3 separate regions of the Canis lupus genome follow, and regions 1 and 3 are each linked to region 2. The links are chromatin contacts, called in public Hi-C maps. All regions are on one chromosome and are shown on one strand. The core of a region is the stretch at or near the end of the contact, and the rest is flanking DNA. Distances in the headings are between cores, read along the strand shown.

Region 1 (4,172 bases), core at 1,374-3,873, 64 kb before region 2:
CATGTCAGGGTGCATGTCGGGGTGCATGTCAGGATGCATGTCAGGATGCATGTCGGGATGCATTGGGCCCCCCATTGGCCCCGGGGGGCCCATGTTGGGCCCAGGGCCCATTGGCCCTGGTGGTCCTCCAGGTCCAGGGAACCTAGGAGGAAGAGAGGGTAACCGTGAGGGAGCTGCAGAGCAAGAGTGGTTAGCCACCCCCCTGAGGAGACATGGAGGTGTCCACGTGGTTGGTCACCAAGGGCTCAGACCAGGCTCACAGTGACAGGTCCCCGGCACAGAGGAGCCTGGCTGAGGCCAGAACTGGCCCACCAGCCTGACTCTGGGGGCCCAAGGCACTCACCTCACGCCCAGCTTCTCTGCCAGCTGGCCTGTGGGCCGTACTACGATCTCAAACAAGGAGGGGATCTTCTTGTTGTACATGTCCTGCTGCTGCTGCAGCTGCTGCGGGGACAGTGGCTCATGCACTGGCATAGGCATCTGGGGGGGCCCAGGGGGTGGGGGCGGAGGTGGGGGTGGGGGTGGGGGTCCGCCCTGCATGGGCCTGCCATTGGGAGAGGTCGGAGCCGGGGGGCCAGGGGGCCGAGGAGGGGTGGGCAGGAGGCCCACACCCGGGGGTGGTTTGGGCAGGGGGTTGATGCCCTGCTTCTTCAGTTCCTCCACTTCTTTCTCATCCTCTGCGCCCGCTTCCGCGTCGTCAGCCAACATCTGTAGGTGAGAACAAAGGGAGAGATAGGACCAGGAGGGGGCAAGGAATGCGCCTTCCAGGTGGGGAGCCAAATTTTCTGAGGAAAACCCAAAAACACAAAGACCTGCAGCCCTCCCCAACATAAAGCCAAGGAGCACAAAGCCTCTTCAGCACAAAAATCATCATCCCCCACCACTGTCACATTGGCTCTGTGACCAGCTGGCAGGGGGAGCCAGTCCTGTTTGCAGCAAAACATACAAAACCTAAAAGGTACTGGTTTTCCTCCTTTGGAATTGCATAATTCAACAGCATTAAGCAGTCATGAGGTTGTACAACTACCACCTCTACCTGGTTCCAGAACTTTCTTTTCCCATCACCCCAAAAGAAGGCCCCACACCTATTAGTAGTCATTCCCCTTCCCCCTCCTCCAGGCCCTGGCAATCACTACTCTGCTTGCCACTCTACAATCTGCTTATTCCAGACAGGTCGTATAAACAGAATCATACACTGTGTGGTCTTCTGTGATTGGCTTCTTTCACGTGGCATGCTTGCCAGGTTTATCCGTGCTGTAGCGAGTTACCTACTTGATGGCTAATAAGCCAGTGTCCTCTTTGGATTTTAAGGGGTTTCTCACTATACTCTTATAGTCAGACTCCAAATCCTTACCATGATCCACAGAGCCTGACCGCAGGGCTAGGTGTCTGGAGAGGACAGTGCCACACCTCTGTGGCTTCACTTCCTTCATGCAGCTCCAATATTGGGGTCTCTAACTCTAGATCACCTTAGAGTGACTGTCCTGGTCTTCTATGTTCACTGCTGGGATTCTATCAGCACCCTTCAAAGTAGTGCACCAGCTCTGTAGGATTTTATGCGTAGCTGTGTTCCAGTTTACTCCTGGCTCACACAACAGCTGTCAACTGTACAAGGGCAGGACTATTTTGTGCCTGGGGCCTAGCACAGAGCACGAGACAGGGTAGATGGAACTCCTGGAGCAGAATGTCTCACCAATCACGATCCAATGCAGAGAAAACACAGCAGTTTTGACTGCTTTTCTTAGGACTGCTTGCAACCTTGGTCTGTGGCTGGTGTCTGGGAAGCTGGATTTCAGGGCAGGAAGTCCCCCCAAGTATTCCCTGACTAGTAACAGGTGCTGTCTCTCAACTGTTTATACAATGTGCTTTCTGAAACACAGAAACACACCCTGGGCACTGACCAAACCTCCATCACGCATCTGCATTCAAGAACATTCCACAAGTGCTGCCATAACCTGAGGAGTTAAGCACGGCCCTCATGACTGCATGCAGCAAGGACTCTATTAAGATGGTGCCTGGTTTCTCCAGCCTTTCCCCACTGTGGCTGTATACTTGGTCCTGGGAGCCCCCCTCATTAAGTCATCGAACCTGTGCTTGGGTCATCTTAGGGACCTCAGCACAGATGCCTTAGTGCACCCTAACATGGGGCTCAGAGATGTTCCGCCTCCAGCACCTCACCCTCAGCATAACCCAAGACAACCAGCCCTGCTCCTCCACCCAGGGCGGGTGGGAGTGTGGGTGGTGGGAGCAGGGCCTTCAGGTGGGTGTCAGGTCCTTCTCGGCTTTTCTCTCTCCTTGCTGTCAGAATAGTCTACACACAGGGACAGCAGGGCCCAGGAGGAATCTGGCTCCAAGGGAGCCAGAATACTTAAGACAATCGATCAATAGAAAACATGTGTCTCTTAGAGCCCTACTGCCCCAAGGTGTGATCTGAGTGTGAACCAGCAATGCAGAGGGACCTACTGAACTGGAACCACACTTTTAACACCTGCCTAGGGTAACTCAGGACACACTGCCCAGAACCAGCAGTGTCTTTCAGCACTGCTCTCAGTGGTGAGCCAGGCAGGGGTAGACTCCATGTGCTTCACTGCCTCCACACACTGCTCACTTCCTGCCCAGTGAGCGGGCCCCTTGGCCTCTTCTGGCTCAACTATGTGTGTGCAGCTGCTGCAGATGCTTAGCACATGCCTCTCTTACTCTTTACTTCCTGTCACTCACCCTAGGGGCTGGCAAGGTGTCACCTCCTCTCACCAAGCCTCTGAATGTCAACCTGTCAGGGAGCCTCTGGGCTCCCTATACGTTCCCTCCAGTGCCTCGATCCTAGTGCTCTATCAGGATCTGCCCGATGACTGACTTCATCTTGTTACTGCATCCCCACAACCCGGGACAGTGCCCAGCAGAAGTTAGGCACTGTAGCACATGCACTGGATCAATAAGCAAGGAAAACACATGTATCTCCCCTCCTGCCTTCCCCAGACTCCTGAGAACAGTGGTTGCTTAACATCAGGACAGCAGAGGATGGAAAAGGTGAGAGGGTGGGGGGCACCTGGGGGGCACAAAGAATCAAGGCTTTGGCTAGCCTGGCTAGGCTATTTGGTGTTCCCCTGAGGGTCTCCCCTGCACAGCACCCTGCCTCCGCCTCCCCGAAGCCCCGTCCACTGTCATACCTTCAGTTACTGCCCTGCCCGCTCTGAGCAGAGGCTCCCAGACCCATCTATGTACAGAGCTGCAGGTATGAGTTTGACCCCATCACACTTCATTCCACCTGGCTTCTCCTCCTCCACCAGGAGATGACCCACAAGCTAGGTTCTTGTGAATGATGGACCCTCTATTTCCTAAACCTCAAACCAGGATCAGGGTCCCACTCCCACAGTTCCCAAGCTACTGCCTGGACCTCCCACCTGAGTGGCTTACCTCTGCCCTCCACACCCTCACCCTCTGTCTTGGACCCCTTATAGCCTCTGGCTGGGACTCTGCACCCCAGCCTCCCACCTAGTCTCTAGTTTCCCTCTCCCTCCCACCATTCTCTGCACGCTGAGAGAGCAAACATCAATCAAAAAGATGGCCACACCTCTGCACCACTAGATCCTTCTGTCAATGGCAACTTGATGCCCTCAGGTAGAAGGCAAAACCTAACAAGGTTATACCTCATTAAACAGGAACAACGTTGGCCACAACCTCCTCCCCTGCTGTGGAGGGGGCGGCAGGCTCTGGCCACTGAAAGGGCCACGCTCCCTTCGCCTCCCAAGCTCACAGCCAGAATGCCCCACTCAATCCCTCCTTGCAATGCTGCCTTTTCTACCCTAGGGTGGCTCTTTCTTCAGGTGGCCTCCTGACACCTGCTTCTGATAGCCTTCAGAGACCAGGTTTGCCTGCCGTAAACAGGATGCTTTTCTCAGTACCACCTAACAGATGGAAATACCTGGCCAACATCTCTTTCTCCATTAGACTCAAAAGCTCTGGATGGTAAGGATACTATGACTTCTTTGCTACTGTTTGCCCCCCCAGCACAGCGCTCAGCACACACTGGGCACTTAATTCACGATTAACAGAAAGAACTGGAGCTCTCACCCAGTGGTTAAGCAGTGCTGCTGCTCCCCAGTGAGTGGGCCTCCCCTCAAGCTCTTAAGAGCCCACACACAGGACTTCAGCTTCTCAGCAACTGGGGCTTC
Region 2 (4,430 bases), core at 107-2,606:
CAAGATTTGGTTCCCATTCTCAAGGTTTTTTCAGAAACCAGAGCAGCTACCTAACTCAGGTTGTGGTAGGGGGACACGAAAGGCTTCCTGGAGCTGTGATCTTGGCTGAGACTTAAAGAAAAAGTAGAAATTTCTCAAGTTGAGGGGTTGTATTTTAGGCAGGAAACTTAGCAGTGTCATAGAACAGCATGGTAGAAATAGAATATAGCAAGCAGTGCTATTTGGTGTTTTTAGAATGGGAAGCCCAGAGTGGTGGGGGGTGGAAGCAGGTTGCAGGTAAGGTCAAAATCATGAACCCCTGCTAGTAAGCCTTACTGTAAGCTTGTACTCAATCTTCTAGGTGGTCAGAATTCATTAGAGTTTCAAATCTGGGGTGGGTGACCTGGTCCATTTCAGGCTTTCTGTAGCTCACTAGTTACTGTATATGATTGCCCAAGATACAGAGCAGAAGACCACTTAGATGGCTGCTTTAATAGTTTAGCTGAGAGATGAAAAGGGTCTAAGTAATAGCACTGGTGGTAGAAGAGGCAAGAAGCACACAGAGATGACAAATACTAAGTGGTAGAATCAGTAGTATTATATACAGGAGCATAGGGAAAGCAAGGAATCATTGTAGCAGCAGATAGTTCCTGAAGGTCCTGGACACTGTTCTAAGAGTTGTAGTTGCGTTTCATTTAGTCCTCACAACAACTCTGAGATGTAAGGATTGTCATCCCTATCTTACAGATAAGAAAACTGAGGAAAGGGAATTGACTTGCTGGCCCATCCAAGGTCGCAGTAGTTGGTATGACCAGGACCCAGGGATTGTCTCTTGGTAAAAGTCCATGAGCTTAGCCACCCCAGCAGGTGGCTGCTATCAAGGAAATAACAAGGATATAAAGACTGAGGTTTCTCACTCCGGTGATTGGATGGGTGGTTGGTAGGCTCATCAATAGATTAAAAAAAAAAAAAAAAAAGTCGAATATGAAGACCCAGGAGAAAATAATCTGGTGGGCAGTTTAATATAAGACTCTGATAGATCACGGCAGCCCTGGTGGCACAGCGGTTCAGTGCCGCCTGCAGCCTGGGGTGTGATCCTGGGGACCCTGGATCGAGTCCCACGTCAGGCTCCCTGCATGGAGCCTGCTTCTCCCTCTGCCTGTGCCTCTGCCCCTCTCTGTTTCTATGAATAAATAAATAAAATCTTTGAAAACAAAAACAAAACAAAAACAAAAAATCTTAAAAGAAAAAAAGACTCCGATAGATCAGGAAGCAATCTGTACAAATAGGAACAATTTGAGAAGTACCAGCAGAAACTAAAAGTAGTGAGTTTATGGGGCTATGCAGAGCAAAAAGAGAAGTGATTCTGAGAATCCTGGGGATACCACACCCAAGAGTCCACGTAGAGACTGGGTGTTCAGTGAGGGAAGAGCAGAGCAGCACTAATAGAGTGATTAGTAAGTGTACTGTTTTTATTAACCTCCTCACTTTGTTTGTGATTCCTATATATTTGGTCAAGGTCGCACAGTTAAGTAAGTGGTTCAGCCAGGATTTGAATCCAAGATTTGAATCCAACCTAAATTATTCCAGAGCCTTACTCTTAAGCACTATGAAGTATAGTCTCTCAGTATGTAATGAGATCCCTGAAGAAGCAGGACAGGATGGGTCAAGGATACTATTAGAGGGCTGGCCTTGAATAGGAGGAAGACAGGCTAATTTTCTTGGAGGAAAGGTAGTAAGGAAAAAAAAAAAAAAAAAAAAAAAAAAAAAAGAAAGGTAGTAAGGGAAAGAATGTGCTGTGGGTAGTTGCCTGGAGGAGAGGAGGGAGATTACTTGTGTTGAACTCAGTCTTGGTGAAGGTAGCAAGGTCATACTGAAGATTAATGGTTAAATTAGATGTTTGATGTGTGAAGAAGTGCTCTATGAACAGAATGGAATCTGTAAGCCTACTGGCAGCTGTCAGATGATTTTATTCTGTCTTAGAGGCTTTCCTCTGCTGACATCAGCCTTGTATTTAGGTGAAATCCTCTCTTTGCTCCAGTCCCACTCATCTCTCCTTTGTGAATTTTAATTGAATTTAAGAGTTAATTTTAGGCATTTTTTAAAGATTTTATTTATTTATTTATTCATGAGAAACACAGAAAGAGAGAGAGAGAGAGGCAGAGACCTAGGCAGAGGATGAAGCAGGTGCCATGCAAGGAGCCTGATGTGGGACTTGATCCGGGATCCCAGGATCACACCCTGAGCCAAAGGCAGGTGTCCCAATTTCAGGTGTTCCTTTTTTTTTTTTTTCTTTTAAGATTTTATTTATTTATTTATTTATTTATTTGAGACAGAGAGAAAGAGAGGCACAGACACAGGCAGAGGGAGAAACAGGCTCCATGCAGGGAGCCCGATGTGGGACTCAATCCCAGGTCTCTGGGATCATATCTTGGGCTGAAGGTGGCGCTAAACCACTAAGCCACTGGGGCTGCCCTTCACTTATCTTTAAAGTTTATTTTTTTTAGTAATCTCTATACACCCAACTTGAGGCTTAAACTCACAACCCCAAGATCAAGGGGATCCCTGGGTTGTGCACCGGTTTAGCGCCTGCCTTTGGCCCAAGGCGCGATCTTGGAGACCTGGGATCGAATCCCATGTCGGGTTCCCGGTGCATGGAGCCTGCTTCTCTCTCTGCCTATGTCTCTCTCTCTCTGTGTGACTATCATAAAAAAAAACAAAAACAAAAAAACAAAAAAACAACCCCAAGATCAAGAGCCATACACTCTAGACTGAGCCATCCAGGTGTCCTTCACTGATCTGATTTTAAACCAGTTGTAGGCAGGGACTATACCCTTTAAACTACTATTGTTTTCAGATGCTTAAAATTGGGAACATAGTAGATACTTGGTAAATTCTTACCACTGATAATTATGTTATTTGCAGTTAGAAATTTATTAGAAGAAGAAAGTGTGGACTTTTCTGTTTATTTATTTATTTAAGATTTTATTTATTCATGAGAGACGCAGAGAGAGAACCAGGCTCCATGCAGGGAGCCTGATGTGGGACTGGATCCTGGGAGAATCACGCCCTGGGCCGAAGGCAGGCTCTAAACGGCTGAGCCACCCAGGCTGCCTGACTTTTCTGTTTAGAGTGAAGTTTCTTTGTAAACACAAGGGGGTGCTCTTTAACTATCAATGCGAAGTTTAAAAAGTTAAATATCTGTAAAGCTTCTGAAGGAATGAGTCTAGGGAGTCTGCATTAGGCAAATTCCCGCAGGAATGATAATACAATTAGATGGTAGATATTTTAGTTGTTCTTTAAAATCAGAAGGTTTGTTGTGTTCAAGAATTTGTTTTCTCCCCAAAATTCAAGTATTAAAAAAAAATGTTACTCCTAGGTATCTCCAGAAGACCCCGGAGCTCAGTTCTTGGTCCGTACTGGATCTGTTGGCCGTAACAGGGCTGAAGCCTCTTTGGAGCGAGCCCAGAATCTCAACCCTATGGTGGATGTGAAGGTGGACATTGAGAATATAGAAAAGAAGCCAGAATCATTTTTCACTCAGTTTGATGCTGTAAGTTTCATTGAATGTAAAATCTTTAGGCTCAGTACACTGCCTTCATAGTTTCAAGTCTGACATTGCCTTAGCATATATGCCTTACTAGCACATTGCCTTGCCATGTTGAATGTGTTGGTAGTAGATCCAGTCTGTTGGATCTGCTGTAGCTGTTTGTGGCTTGCTGTCTGCTGGTTTCTTCTTTGGGCATATGTTCCCTTAGACCAGGTTTCATCATTGGTGTTTTGTATTCCTTCCAGAATCTTTCCACATAGCTTCGATACATTTTACTGCAAATGTTTTCTCCAGAAAACAAGTTGGTGGTTAATTTCTGTAGCAGAGGCTTTTTTTTTCTTTTTTGTTAGAAATATCAAACTACAGCTTGTGTTTTGTCTTAAAAAAGAGCACACCTGATCTTGGTCTATGTCTGTCTCTTTCACACAGCCACTTTGACCATGTTGCCATGGATAACTAGACAAATTCATGTAGTCATAAGCCAAATGAGGCATATCCAACCTCATTTGGTTTCACTGCCAGATCTATGCAGAGGTGAAAGGGTAAGTTAAATTCTGTTTCAGCATCTGTGACCTTTTCAGACATGGTTCTCTGTACCCAGGAAAAGCTAAACAAATGTTGGATAACCATGAAATAGTCACAGATGATCTACTTGTTTTTTAAATGAAAGGCCCATTACATGAGAGGTTAGAATTTGGGTTGGGTAGTTTGTTTTTCCACACTGTTATATTTCATATGTGCATCTGTTCAAATGTGTGCTTGGAATGATGGATCATCTGTGCATTTTGTCTTTTTTTTAATTTAATTCATTCTATTTTGTAACTCCCAAGTATTGGAACATTTTCTGTTTGGACATAAGTCTTCTTTTCATTTCTTTATCCATAGTAACCACATTTGGCTA
Region 3 (4,431 bases), core at 705-3,204, 100 kb after region 2:
GTAAGTAAAACATTTGGTGAGTTCAGAGGGTGAACAGTAAAATGGAAAAACAGTGGGAAGAAGAATTGTAATGGGAGGTTTTGCAATTTTCAAACAGGTGGCTTCAAGAGAGGTCCCTAAGTGGAGCTGACATATGAGTAAAGAACTAAAGAAGCATGTAGTGAACTTGGCAGGTATTTGGGGAGTCATAAGAAATTCAGTTATTTTTTACTTATTTATTTATGATAGTCACACACACACAGAGAGAGAGAGAGAGAGAGAGAGAGGCAGAGACACAGGCAGAGGGAGAAGCAGGCTCCATGCACTGGGAGCCTGACGTGGGATTTGATCCCGGGTCTCCAGGATCACGCCCTGGACCAAAGGCAGGCGCTAAACCCCTGCACCACCCAGGGATCCCAAGAAATTCAGTTATATATGCAGAGAGCTTCTTTGAAAGGCTGTTAACAGTAACTATATATATATATATATATATATATATATATATATATATATATACAGTAACCTTATAAGGAATGAGGGATTAGTAGGTACTTCCACTTTGCCAGTTTTATTTATTTATTTATTTATTTTTTTAAGATTTTTTTTTTAATTTTTATTTATTTATGATAGTCACACAGAGAGAGAGAGAGAGAGAGAGAGGCAGAGACACAGACAGAGGGAGAAGCAGGCTCCATGCACCGGGAGCCCGATGTGGGATTCGATCCCGGGTCTCCAGGATCGTGCCCTGGGCCAAAGGCAGGTGCCAAACCGCTGCGCCACCCAGGGATCCCTACTTTGCCAGTTTTAAATGACAAGATAAAATGACCAGCAACCTCAGGGAATCTTGTCTGCCCACACTTATAATTGTCAAAACTTTTTATCAATTGTTTTTTTTAAGATTTTATTTATTTATTCAAAAGAGACAGAGAGAGAGAGGCAGAGACACAGGCAGAAGGAGAAGCAGTTTTCATGCAGGGAGCCTGACACGGGACCTGATCTCGGGATTCCAGGATCATGCCCTGGGGCCACCGCAGGCGCCAGACCACTGAGCCACCCAGGGATCCCCAACTTTTTATCAATTGTTTTGTTTTTTTAATTAATTAATTAATTAATTAATTTATTTATGGTAGGCACGCAGTGAGAGAGAGGCAGAGACACAGGCAGAGGGAGAAGCAGGCTCCATGCACCAGGAGCCTGATGTGGGATTCGATCCCGGGTCTCCAGGATCGCGCCCTGGGCCAAAGGCAGGCGCCAAACCGCTGCGCCACCCAGGGATCCCACTTTTTATCAATTGTGACGACAGGTTCATCGCAACGAATTTTTGGTTAATGCAAGTAATCCCCCTGCCTTCTGTAGCCAAATCCAGTGGCTTCCTCTCTGAGCTTTTTCCAGTTCCTGGAATGCACTAAGCTCACTCACCACAGGGCCTTTGCACAGGCTGTGTGCGCTCTGGGCAGCCCCTGCCTCTCACCCTGAGGCCTCTCCTTCTACCCCTCTGCAAGGTAGCTCCCACATTTCTATTTCTGTTATTTCACATGTAATTGTGCCTCCCCTCCTGAGGGAAGGGATGGGGTCTGCCTTGTGCATCGCCTTGACTCCCCTCCTCCCCCCAGGCACTTCACCTCCCCTAAGCTTGGCACTCAATGCAGATTTGCGGAATGAAGGAAAGATTCTAACGGTTGGAAATTTTAAGCTTCTACAACTAAGGTTTCATTGCAGGAGGGTGAGGGGCTCCCCCCAGCCCACCCCAGCACAAGTCTGGCAGGTGAGGCTTCCAGGAGTCATTGCCCAGGGCCCAGAACCTATTTATGGGAAGGAAGAGGGAGCCTGTAGAGGCCAGGGAGAGGATAGTGTCTCTTTTCCCCGCAAGGAGGTAATCTAGGCCAAACCAAGTGGAGCAAGCTTCCAGAACACTCTCGAGGACCACCTAGACACACGCCGCCCGCACCCGCGGGGGCGCGGCGCCTTTAAGGCTCCCGGAAACGGGTCGGCAGGACCGGAAGTGACTCTCTTTAGTTCCCCCCTTCACGTGGTGCGGACGGGAAGTGACGCGCGCGGCCCGGGAGCTGCGGACGCGGAGGCCGACGGAGCCGGAGTCGCGGACGCCGCGGGGTCTCCGGGACAGGTGACCGGGGGAGGGGGCCGGGAGCGCGCCCGGAGAGGGCGGGGCCTGGCGCCCCACGTGAGGGGAACGGGCGCGGGCGCGGGCGGGTCCGCGAGCAGGCCGCGGGGGCGGGGCCAGAGTACTCTGCGGGGGGCGGGGACGGGACGCCCACATGGGAGGCTGGGGGCGCGCTGGCGGGGCGGGACGGCGGCGGGTGGGCCGGGCGCTGGCGGGCCGGGCTGTGGGCGGGGCGGGGGCGTGGGTGGGCACAGGGAGGCGGGGCGGGGACCAATGCCGCCGGGAGAGCTAGGGGGCGGGGCCGGGGCGCTGGCTGAACGTGCTGGAGGCGGGGCCAGAAAGTTTTGCCCGAGCTGGAAGTGGGCCCTGGTGGTCGGCCCTGACTGCCGAGGCAGACGCGAAGGCGGAGGCTAGACTCAGAAGTTGTGGGTGGCAGGGGCGGGGCCAGGGCTGTCGGCGGGGAATGCTGGGGGGTGGTGCCAGAAAGTTTTGCGGGAGCCAGGGGCGCGGTCAGAGTGTCGGCGCAGAAGCTGGCGCGGGAGCCAGGACCTCGGCCAGGGGCGCCGGGGGCGGGGCCATAGCCTGCCGCGAGGGGGCGGGGCTGGGAGGCAGGGGGCGGGGCTGGGAGCTGGGCTGGGCAAAGCGGAGGCGGGGCCGACGGACTAGCGCGAGGAGCGGGGGGCGGGTTCAGGCTTCTGCCTGGGGCGAGGGGGCGGGGCCGAGGGGCTGGCTGGGAAAGTCTGAAGCGGGGCCTGACTCTGGATGCGCCTGTGGGCGGGGTTAGAGGCCTAGTGGGAAAGGCGGGGCCGCAAAGTTGGTCCCGGCGGGGGCTGGGGCCGTGGCCTTTCCGACAGGGTGGAGGCTGGAGCTTCTCCCTGCAAAGGCGCGCGCCGGCCGGGAAGTTCTGTGGGGTGGTTGAGCCAGGCCCAGGAAGCCTCTCTAGTGAGTACTGGGCCAGTTTCCTTTGCGGGGTTGTTGCGGAGGCAGCGGCACCTTCTTCGGGATGTTGGGGGCGGGACTAGGACATCCCAGAGGGAGGTGTGGGCTTAAAGGGTTCTCCCAGGGTCAGGGCAACCTGTAGGCGTAGGGTTCGAACGTATTTTGAGGGTGGAGTTATGGACGATTCTGAAACATTCCTGGGAAAAAGGTGGATTTAGAATGTTCTCGGGGATGGAGCGGGACCAGAGTGGACCCAGGAACGTGGGCCTAGAATCTTCTTGTACAGACTGGGGATGAGAGGATGTATCTGAAGCTCTCTGGAGATGGAGGCCCTGGGTTGAAACTCCCAGCACTGGGGTGTGGAGGCTGAACTAGATAGAATCTTCCTTTGGAAGGGAGCAGTGTTGGATGTTTCCTTAAGCGGTAGGGTGGGACCAGAACTTTCCCAAGGTGGGCGTGACTAGTGTTGAAGTGGGGAATGGGTGGGTACAAATGGCGGAGTGTACATTTCTCCAGGTCAGGGCTGAGGTAGTACAAGAAAAGGCGGTGGGAGTGAGGGCTAGAATTCTCTGGGATGCGGGTGGTGGTGTTTATGTGCAAATGTTTTTGAGAGGAGTCCCCAGTAAGGGTGAGATGGAAGCCGACTAAGGAGGCATTGGCCTTAGTTCTTTCTGTTCCCTCTGCCCTCAGGAACCCCCTGTGCTGTGTCCAGATTGTGCAGGGGAAGTTTGCTGGGACCCTGGCCCCACCTAGCCAGCGGAATGGTGAGATGGAAAGTGGGGTTTCTGGAATCTGAGCTTTGGGTTCCGGGGCTTGTGAGGAGGGGACCCAAGATTCAGATCCTGGATCGAATGGGGCCGGAGTGGGTGTAGGTTTTTCTTACTGTCTCTCAACTGTCTCCTCCTCTCAGTCAGCCACACTGGATCTGAAATCGAAGGAGGAGAAAGATGCTGAGTTGGACAAGAGGATCGAGGCTCTTCGGCGAAAGAATGAGGCCCTCATCCGGCGCTACCAGGTGCCCTAGCCCCGCCCTGGGAGACCCCATCCCCTCTCCTCCCCGCAGTGAGTTTCGCTCACCTCTCCCTTCCTTCAAACCTTTTCATGGCTCCCCATCACTTTCAGGATAAAAACCAAAGACCTAAGCCTGCCATTCCTTCCTTCATTCCATCATCCCATCATTCATACATGAATACTTGCCAGGGTTTTCACTCCTAGGCTTAGTGTTACTGGGGACATAGCTATGACTGAGACAGCCCTGACCCTGTTTTTCCAGAGTTCACAGTCCTGTGGGGGCGCAGACCTTGCTTCAGGCAGTGATGACCCAGAGTGGGCTGGGTTGGGCTGCAGGAGTTCAGGGGTTTGGAGGTCCCAGAGGGGTCTCCTCACCCAGT

The links. A called contact is a pair of places that touch in the nucleus more often than the background predicts.
Region 1: a Hi-C map of blood shows a contact between it and region 2, with 2.3 times the contacts expected there. The contact joins two enhancer-like sites. A contact is called at or near these places in 6 of 9 Hi-C or Micro-C datasets (amygdala, blood and skin fibroblasts).
Region 3: a contact with region 2 is called in a Hi-C map of blood, with 3 times the contacts expected there. The contact joins the promoter of CCDC9 here to the enhancer-like site in region 2. A contact is called at or near these places in 6 of 9 Hi-C or Micro-C datasets (amygdala, blood, liver and 1 more).

The regions. Positions count from the first base shown.
Region 1 is chr1:109,591,127-109,595,298 of UU_Cfam_GSD_1.0, reverse strand. It overlaps ZC3H4 (zinc finger CCCH domain-containing protein 4), which reads right to left. Exons shown (of 14, transcript XM_038528469.1): 11 at 344-708; 12 at 1-142. Among named protein-coding and RNA genes, the nearest start is that of SAE1, 23 kb to the right of the region's middle. Within about 2 kb of position 2,623, at least 2 of the 20 cell types and tissues checked have an H3K27ac peak or open chromatin away from gene starts, as enhancers often do. A contact at or near this core is called in blood, where this site is marked.
Region 2 is chr1:109,525,302-109,529,731 of UU_Cfam_GSD_1.0, reverse strand. SAE1 (SUMO-activating enzyme subunit 1) reads left to right here. Exons shown (of 11, transcript XM_038528480.1): 5 at 3,359-3,532. Among named protein-coding and RNA genes, the nearest start is that of ZC3H4, 31 kb to the left of the region's middle. Within about 2 kb of position 1,356, at least 3 of the 20 cell types and tissues checked have an H3K27ac peak or open chromatin away from gene starts, as enhancers often do. A contact at or near this core is called in blood, where this site is marked.
Region 3 is chr1:109,422,612-109,427,042 of UU_Cfam_GSD_1.0, reverse strand. CCDC9 (coiled-coil domain-containing protein 9) reads left to right here and starts at 1,954. Exons shown (of 15, transcript XM_038528460.1): 1 at 1,954-2,104; 2 at 3,731-3,804; 3 at 3,951-4,055. The coding sequence starts at 3,802.